2 separate regions of the Mus musculus genome follow, and region 1 is linked to region 2. The links are chromatin contacts, called in public promoter capture Hi-C maps. All regions are on one chromosome and are shown on one strand. The core of a region is the stretch at or near the end of the contact, and the rest is flanking DNA. Distances in the headings are between cores, read along the strand shown.

What was found. Promoter capture Hi-C pulls out the DNA fragments that hold promoters and counts their contacts.
Region 1: a promoter capture Hi-C map of hippocampal neurons shows a contact between it and region 2, with 6 times the contacts expected there. The contact joins the enhancer-like site here to the promoter of Ythdc1 in region 2. A contact is called at or near these places in 7 of 39 promoter capture datasets (the 3T3-L1 cell line, the C10 cell line, cranial neural crest and 4 more) and 4 of 115 datasets of contacts at active chromatin or transcription factors (embryonic stem cells, large pre-B cells, stem cell-derived neural progenitor cells and 1 more).

What each region holds. Positions count from the first base shown.
Region 1 is chr5:88,615,034-88,619,314 of GRCm38.p6, reverse strand. It overlaps Rufy3 (RUN and FYVE domain containing 3), which reads right to left. Exons shown (of 18, transcript NM_001289774.1): 2 at 4,201-4,281; 3 at 2,736-2,853; 4 at 1,879-1,980. Among named protein-coding and RNA genes, the nearest start is that of Gm42107, 52 kb to the right of the region's middle. Within about 2 kb of position 2,129, at least 2 of the 459 cell types and tissues checked have an H3K27ac peak or open chromatin away from gene starts, as enhancers often do.
Region 2 is chr5:86,801,803-86,806,227 of GRCm38.p6, reverse strand. It overlaps Ythdc1 (YTH domain containing 1), which reads right to left and starts at 1,962. Exons shown (of 17, transcript NM_001347375.1): 1 at 1,637-1,962. The coding sequence starts at 1,664.

The DNA of each region.
Region 1 (4,281 bases), core at 880-3,379, 1.8 Mb before region 2:
GTGAAAAGGCTGTACATTTACAGTTCTAACTACCTGATATTGTGGAAAAGGCAAAGCCAAGGAGACAGGAAAATGATTACTAGTTACCTAGAGTTGAATGAGAGAGGCATAAATATGTGGACTCAAGAACATCAGAGCAGGGACACAGTTTCAGAATTCACAGAATGTATAGCACAAAAGTGTGTGTGTGTAAATGATGTGGAGTAGAGGATATTAAAAAATTGTTCTTGGTACCTTGTACTCTGTTACTATATATCTATAACTTCTCTAAAAACAGTCTACTGAAATGCTTTTACAGGTCAGCCTGGCCTAAAATACTAAGCTCCAGGCTAACAGGGCTACACAGTAAGATCTTGTCTCAAGATTCAAACAAACAAAACAAAAAAACCCAAAACCAAAGAGGGTTTTCTAGTTTGGTCATGGCATCTCACAATCCTAATCTTAGGACTTGGGAGGCACCAACAGTAAGACTACATTGTAAAATCAGTCTACATGGTGAGTTCTAGGTTAGACTGAACACACAGACAGACACAGACAGACAGACACAGACAGACAGACAGACAGACAGACAGACAGACACACACACACGTTTTGAGACAAATTCTTATGCTGTCCAGGTTGGCCTTGAACTAGTTAGGCAGCTGAAGGTGACTTTGAATTCTTCCTTCCCCTGCAGAAGTCTAGCTTATGTTCTGCAATCACGGGCATGCCCCCATCATAGTCAGCCACCAAATGTACTTTCACCAAGAGAACACACTCATTAAACTACCTCAGGCCTTCCTACTTGGTTCTTACTCCTCTACTTACTAGAACTGTCTCTTCTCTAACAGGCAGGAAGGAGAAGTTCTGTGCATGTCTCTGAGCTTTATGTAAGTGCAACAAAACAAGTATTTTTATGACTGATTAGTTTGTCTAACATTATACTCAATAGGATTAATCCATGTTGCTATATATACATCATACATACATACTATAATTTACTTATCTAGTCTATTGTAAATAAACACACACAGACACACATAGACACACAGACACACACACACAGACAAACATTGTGTTGGAGCTTGCTATGTGGATCAGGCTGGCCTTGAACTCACAGACATCCTCTTTTCTCTACCTCTGAAGTACTAGGATTAAAGGTGTGTGCCACCACTGCCTGGCAAAAGAGATGTTTGTAGTAATCATTATTATACAAATACCTTATATACCTGTTCATCAAAGAGTTCTACTGGCAGGCATCGTGGTGCTTGCTTTTAATACCAGCACCACTATGCCTGTCACTATGAGAGGTAGAGGCAGATGGCTCTAGAAGTTTGAGGCCAGCCTGGTATACAGAGTAGGGTCCAGGACAGCTAGAGCTACATAGAAAAATTCTGTTTCAAAAACCAAAACCAAACATCTTCACTCTATGGGTTGCATTTAATTCTTAATATTATGGTTGTATGTATGTTACATACATATGTATGTATGCATGTTATATAATGTATGGTTGTACTGTAATGTATGAACAAAGCTTTGCTATGTACCCTAGACAACTATGATCTATATGACTTTTTTAAATGGTACATATGAATGTCAACTTCTTGTGTTGGGTCTGTGCACAGGCTGCGGTGTTGTAAGCCTTCCTTTTTTTTTCTGGTGGTGCTAAGTTTTGGCCTGACCTACATAGGACCATATGTAGTCATGGTCATAGATAACATAATTGTATAAAACACCCTTTTGGACCTAGGAGTGAGTGTGTGAGATGTGGTACAGAGAACTGATGAAACTGTCAAGCATTGAGTGTTTCTGACCTACAAAAATTCATAGTTTCTATGGTCTGACTTTGTATGACATCAGCAGGACATATCAAGAAGAAAGTTCAACTAGTGCTCATACCTGAGAAGTTCCTTCTTATTGATCAAGGCTTTCATATACTCAGAAAGCTTCTTTTGCATCAATGCCAACCGAAGCCAGGCTCTTCCTCTGCCAACTGGTGTCCTGCAAGAACACAGAAACCAAATGGCCCAGAGCACAAGTAAAGGTGGCAGGGCTGGGGGCAGCACGGGACAGACTCATGATCCTGCCAATGGGCTTACAGTGTAAACAAAGGCCCTACTCGAGATCCCCACCTATTCTTGCCCAAGTGACTATGCAGTCAGACTTGGATATCTGGGACAAATACTCTAGCATTTGCATTAGTAAGTAAGTGTGCCATGTCTAAAGACCAGAACACTCTTTAGCCCACCTGGAAATGTGCCACCAGTTTAGTATTTGATGAAGTCAAAGTTTAGAGTGGAATATGTAAGATATTCTTAAGGACACAGGCAGCGCAAGCTTCCATTCAGTTAACATTACACCAACTGCCTGTGGAGGCTAATCCCTACTGTTTTCCTTCAGATCTGAAGGCAGGCCTTATGTTTCTGAGGCTCACTTAATCTTGGCTCGAAAATTCCATGGAACGCAGCTGTTTTCCCCAAATTGAACCAGGCATCACATCTCCTGAGGTCAGATTTCTTAAGGCTTGCTGATTCTCACTTGAATTTGTAATAAAAAGGAGATGTCTGGTATTTTTAACACGAAGATAAACTCTCTGTAAGTCTCCTTCAGGAGCACACATTTCCTAAAAGAATGCAGGCTGGTCCCTTGGTGTTTACACGCAACAGCATTACAAATCTGAACTGTTATAGAAATGTGCCCAGTATCGTGAGTGAGCACCATTCTTCAAGGAGAAGGAGAAGTTAACCGAGACGTACTTGAGTCCTGGGAGGTCTTTTACACTCGCTGTTATTTCTGCAGCTTCTGGAACAAGCTTCTCCACCAGCTCTAGAGGCCCCCAGAAGGATTTATTTTGTCCAAGAAAAGTTTTCTTGGCTAAGGCAACAAAACAAAACAGTATTTTAATTTTCATTACAAGGTAACTACTCCTCTGCTACATATACATGAAAGTGCTTGTATTTTTTGTTCATGCAGGCTGGAGATGGCTCAGTGAATAGTGTTTGCCACACAAGCGGGGACAGAGTTGGAACCCTTAAACTACATAAAAGCCAGATGGGTGTGGTGGCTGCCCCATGAACCCAGTACGAGGACTAAGACAGGGAATCCTTGGGCAAGCGAGCGAGTCTGTGAGCTCCAGGTTCAGGCAAACCCTTATCTGGAGAAAGAAAATGGTATTATTCCACATCAGTCTTTGGCCTTCACACTCCCTCATACATGTATGTATCCAAATATACAGATAGTTTGTATTATATGCAGATAGCACATAATACAAACACATGTAAAAATGATGGTTTCTTAATACATAAAATTTTTACAAAAAAAAAATCTATATTTCCAAAACTCAGTTCTTCCTTTTTAAAGAAGAATTTGTGATCAGGGCTAAAGATAGTTTAGCAGTTAAAAGTCTTGGCTGCTCTTCCAGAAGACTCAGGTTCAAATCCCAGCACCCACATGGCAGCCTATTAACTACAGTTTGAGGGGATTTGGTATCCTTTTCTGGCCCCCATGGCCACCAGGCACAAACATAGTGCATGGGTCCACATGTAGGCAGAACATCCATGCACATAAAAATAAAATTAAGTTAGAAAAGAATTTTTGATCTAGCCCTAAAGTAATATTTAATGAGTTAGTACTTAAAAACCGTGTAGTATTAGTTTAGAAAATAACCCAATGAAAGCCGAGTACTGCAAAGGGAAGGGAAGAAACAGGCGACTGAGACGGAGGCCTACCCTGGGACTGGTTACGTGGGGAGAGCCAGGACACCCCAGACAGCACCTGTTCTGCTCCAACCTGTGCCCTGGGCAGTGACTACTTCATTCTAGGCAGGCCTATTTCCTTGTCAAACGGATGGTTTGCTTAATGACGTCCTTCCAACACTAACATCAAAAGACAACTGCACTTTTATGTACTATAAGTCCTTTAAGTCAGTTAAAATTCTGTGCCTATATAGGTTACATTCCACTATTTTTTTTTTAAGACAGGGTCTTTTACTATGTAGCCCTGTCTAGCATGCAACCTGATCTATAGACAGGCTAGTCTGACCCCACAGAAACCTGCCTGCCCCTGCCTCCTGAGTGCTGGGATTAAAGATGTGGGCCACCATGCCAAGCCCATTAACACTATTCACCCAAATTTTTACTCTTTGCCTCCATGGAAACAGCTTTCTTTCCTGCACAGCATTTCTAAGGACCGGCTGCACACTGCAGCGAGCCCACAGCCCACCTTTCAAGCCGTGTTTCAGGCAGTGTTCCATCACCACGAAAAACTGCTGGAGAGGTGCGTAGTCAGAGTCCAGGGTCCGCC
Region 2 (4,425 bases), core at 713-3,212:
AACTATAAAAAAGTCACTTGTACCAGAAAATTCAAATAAAGCACAATTAGAAAAATTAAGTTTTAAAAAACTATTTCCAAATATTCTAAGCATTGGTGACGAATGACATCACAACTCAATAATCGAGTTTTTGTGTTTAAAGTGCATCTTCAATATTAAGTCCACTTCTAAAAGCAAATGATCATTACTTCACTGTGCATTGTTGTATATTACTGATTTCTAAATTATCTTCACTTTAATAGAAACTATACTGACAACTGAATTTTAATCGCTTTTGTGTTTGGTTCATCTACCATGGCAGCCACCAAAACTACTAAGTCATAAATCTTATCCTGCCAATCAAAGGTTGAAAGGATCTTCAGGTTTTTTTTTTTTTTTTTACAACTGACTTTATATAATAAGATAGTCCTTTATTCACTATCAGAATTCTTCCTTCACAGTCCTTCAGAATGTCTCGAGGAACAGGTTTAGTTTCAGAATAAAAAATAAACTGCAATGTGTGCATCGAGAATTGCTTCAACTGGGCAGTGATGGCACATGCCTTGCACTCAGGAGGCAGAAGCAGGCAGATCTCTCAAGTTTGAGGCCAGCCTGTCTGCAAATCAAGTTCCAGAACAGGCAGGGCTACATGGAAACCATGTCCCTAAGGGGGGGGGGGGGGGGAGGATGCTTATGACAAAGACAGATCTTTAAACATATTCCCACTCAAGACAGACCAGAAAAGTGGAAAAAAGCTTTAATGACTGTTCAGCCCACTTAACAAATCTCCACCTCAAATTTAATGAGCCACAAGCAGAGATTTGTGAAATGCAGGGCAGCAAGTGTGCACTATTTTCTTCTAAGACTGTCGCGATAGTCCCAGAGCTGAGAACTCTCTCAAGACTGCATCCCATCTAGACGAGTATCTTCTATGGTCTGGATCCTATACTGGCATCTGTGGTCTCTATATAGTATTTCAGAAGAAATGACATTTTATCAACTAAAATGTTTTCTTTTTATCTTTCCAAGTCTCTCTAGCCTCCACCTACGTATTCCTCGCTGAATCTTTTGAGAACTCTGCACTATTCTGGGAGATCCGTTGCTAGGACTTTTGGAAGAAGGGGCATGGGTGTTTGTTTGTTTGTTTGTTTTTTTCCTAATATCTTTCTTTCCAAAGTAAATACTCGAGGAATAAAAGAAGCGATTCTTAGCTTATCCAAAAGATCAGTGAGAAGCTACTTACAGGTATTTCTCATGATTAATAATCCACCTGAATGAATTAAACTAGTCTACTCACTAGTCTAACAATGCTAACTGTGACGTTATTTTCGAAAAAAGTCAACCAAAAAGACGACAGTTCAGAAAAATACGCATTACATCCGCATAATCCGGCCAGGAAACGTGCCCGGGGGCAAGTTCCTCAAAGCAAGCCCTCTCCCAACCGCTCCCGGGAGTGACGAGAGAAGCAAAGCCCTGGTCGAGGTGGGAGCCGCCGCAGAGACGAGGACGCCGGGCCCAGCAGGCCAGGCCTCGCAAGGAGCGGGTCACGATGCGGCCGCCTGCTCTGCGCGAGGCCCTAACCTCCCGCCTCGCCCGCAGGCCGCGGCTCCTAGGTCCCCTCGCCCGGCCGCCCCGAGGCCCCGTCCTCCACACTCACCTTTCTCCTCCCGGCTGTCGGCCGCCATGGCTGCCCTCCGGCTTCCGCCGCCGCCACCGCCGCCGCCGGGACGCGAGTCGCGCGGGCGCCGCAGACGCGGCCGCAGGCGCACGAGTCCGTCCGTCAGTCCGTCCGGCGGGCCGCGCGCTTCGACCTGACCTGCTCCACTCAGCTTCCTACGCGCAACCCTTCCTCCCGTGCTCTGGTTCTCTTCCCGCCTGGCTCTCTGGCCTCGGTCGGCGCGGGCTTCAGCCTTCCTGTTGGGGTTCGGCCACCACAGAGACAAGGGGGAGGAGAGAGACACAGATGGCGACGCCGGGCGGCGCTAAAATGGAGCCTGCTTCCTGCGCGAAACAATCCCGCTCCCGAAATGCCTTGCGCTGTTTACGCTCTGTGCCTCTCGCGGAACGTCACAGTGCGGGGAACCGGGGCGGGGGCGGAGGCGGGGACGGGGACTGGAGCGAGAAGCGGGACGTAAGAGGGCGTGACTTCGGCACGTCGTCCCGCCCCGCGCGCAAACTTGACGTCCAGGGAACCGCCCTCGTTCCAGAGGATAATCGGTATTTAGGCTTCTCTGCTGTGCTTCCTACAGCTCAAGGATGCAGACATCTCACCAGAAACGTTTGGAAGGCCTTGAATGGTTAGTGTGAGACACCATCAGAAAGGGTGTTATGTCTTTCTTTGGTTTTACGAGACAGGGTTTCTCTGTGTGGCCCTGGCTGTCCTGGAACTCACTCTGTAGACCAGGCTGGCCTCGAACTCAGAAATCCGCCTGCCTATGCCTCCCAAGTGCTGAGATTAAAGGCATAAACCACCACTGCCCGGCTATGTCTTTTTTATATATTTAATTTTCTTTTATTTGATTAGTAGTGTCTACTACTTCTTTTTAAATATTGTTCTAGGACCAGGGGTTAAGAATAGCTTTATTGTTGGGTGGTATTTGGGCTCATCTTTAATCCCAGCACTGGAGAGGCAGAGGCAGAGGCAGAGGCAGGAGGATCCCTGTGAGTTCGAGGCCATCCTGGCATACAGATTGAGTTCCAAGACACCCATGGCTACACAGAAACCCTGCTTCAAAAATAAACAAACAAATGTGTTCTCCCTCAAAGGAAGTCTGAGTTTATCTTCTAGTTAAGGCAGCCAAGGTTTGAGTAAACAAATTGAAAGTTGTGCTGACGCCAGGAGTGGTGGTGCACACCTTGAAACCCAGCATTCTGAAAGCAGAGGCAGGGGAATCTCTGAGTTAGAGCCCAGCCTGGTCTATAGAGTGAACAGTACTGGGATAGCCAGGGCTACAGTGAAACCTTAGCTCAAAAGAAAAACAAACAAAAAAAAATGGAAAGGAAGAAAAAAGACAAAAGGGAAAAAGAAAATTGTGAACTTTATTAAAAAAAAAAAAAGCTAGCTAGAAAAGGGTGATGCATACCTTTAATCCTCCCATTAGGGAGGAGGCAAGCAGATATCTGAGTTCAAGAACAGCCTGGTCTACAAAGCAAGATCCAAGACAGCCAGGGCTACACAGAGAAACCTTGACTTGGAAAACAGAGAGAGAGACAGACAGACAGACAGACAGACAGTTGCTATAGTGATAAGACCCCTTTTTATGGAGAAAAGCTAGTACAGAGGCCCTCCTGTGGAGGTGAAGACTGATGGTAAAAGATAAGAGACAATAACAAATAAGCACTAATTGTCTTCGGAAAGCACATACAAAGACTTTATGAAGATCTGAGGGGCATTCCAGTAACCAGGAATGGAGGTGAATGAAGATCTGCGGGGCATTCCAGTAACCAGGAATGGAGGTGAATGAAGATCTGCGGGGCATTCCAGTAACCAGGAATGGAGGTGAATGAAGATCTGCGGGGCATTCCAGTAACCAGGAATGGAGGTGAATGAAGATCTGAGGGGCATTCGAGTAGCCAGGAATGGAGGTGAATGAAGATCTGCGGGGCATTCCAGTAACCAGGAATGGAGGTGAATGAAGATCTGCGGGGCATTCCAGTAACCAGGAATGGAGGTGAATGAGAAGACAAGTACTGAGATGATGTTTGACAAAAGTCACTGCCCACTGGTGGTGGCATCACATGCCTTTAATCCAAGCACTTGGGAAGCTGAAGCGCAGATCTCTTGGATTTTAGGCCTGCGTAGTCTAAAAGCAAGTTCCAGGACAGCCAGGGCTACACAGAAAAACCAAACCAAACAAACAGTAGTACGAGATCTTCAGGGAAAATAACTTGGAGTAAGCCTACTGAAAGGTAGGAAGTGAAAACACCCTGGATACTCCAAAGAACCATCCTATAGAATGTAAAAGCAAGTCTACACACGTAGACTTGTAGTTTGAGCTGCTTGTCAGAATCCCTTGGATGATAGTAGAAGACCAGCCAGTCACATTTACCACTTTTGGTTTTATTTCTTGGGAAAGCCTCACTTTCTCAAAAAGTATATTCTTGACTCTCTAGAATTCCATGACCCTCATGCGTCCACCTCACAAGAGCCGGTACATCCTAGCATACTGGGGTTTATAACACTTGGATAGAGAGAAACGATCACTTATTCTGTCTTTCCCATTCAAATTGTAACTTAGAGGTACCAAAATAAGTAACTGGTAATGCCAATGTGCCATAGTCAAAGAGCCATACAACTAAGACATCACCATTTTGCAATCACTAATGAAATAAACATCACTGCAACTAGCTATGTGTAATACATTATATGTACATATAGTAATTAAATAAAACTGGGTGTGGTGGCAGAGGCCTTTAATCCTAGCATGGAGGAGACAGAGGCAGGCA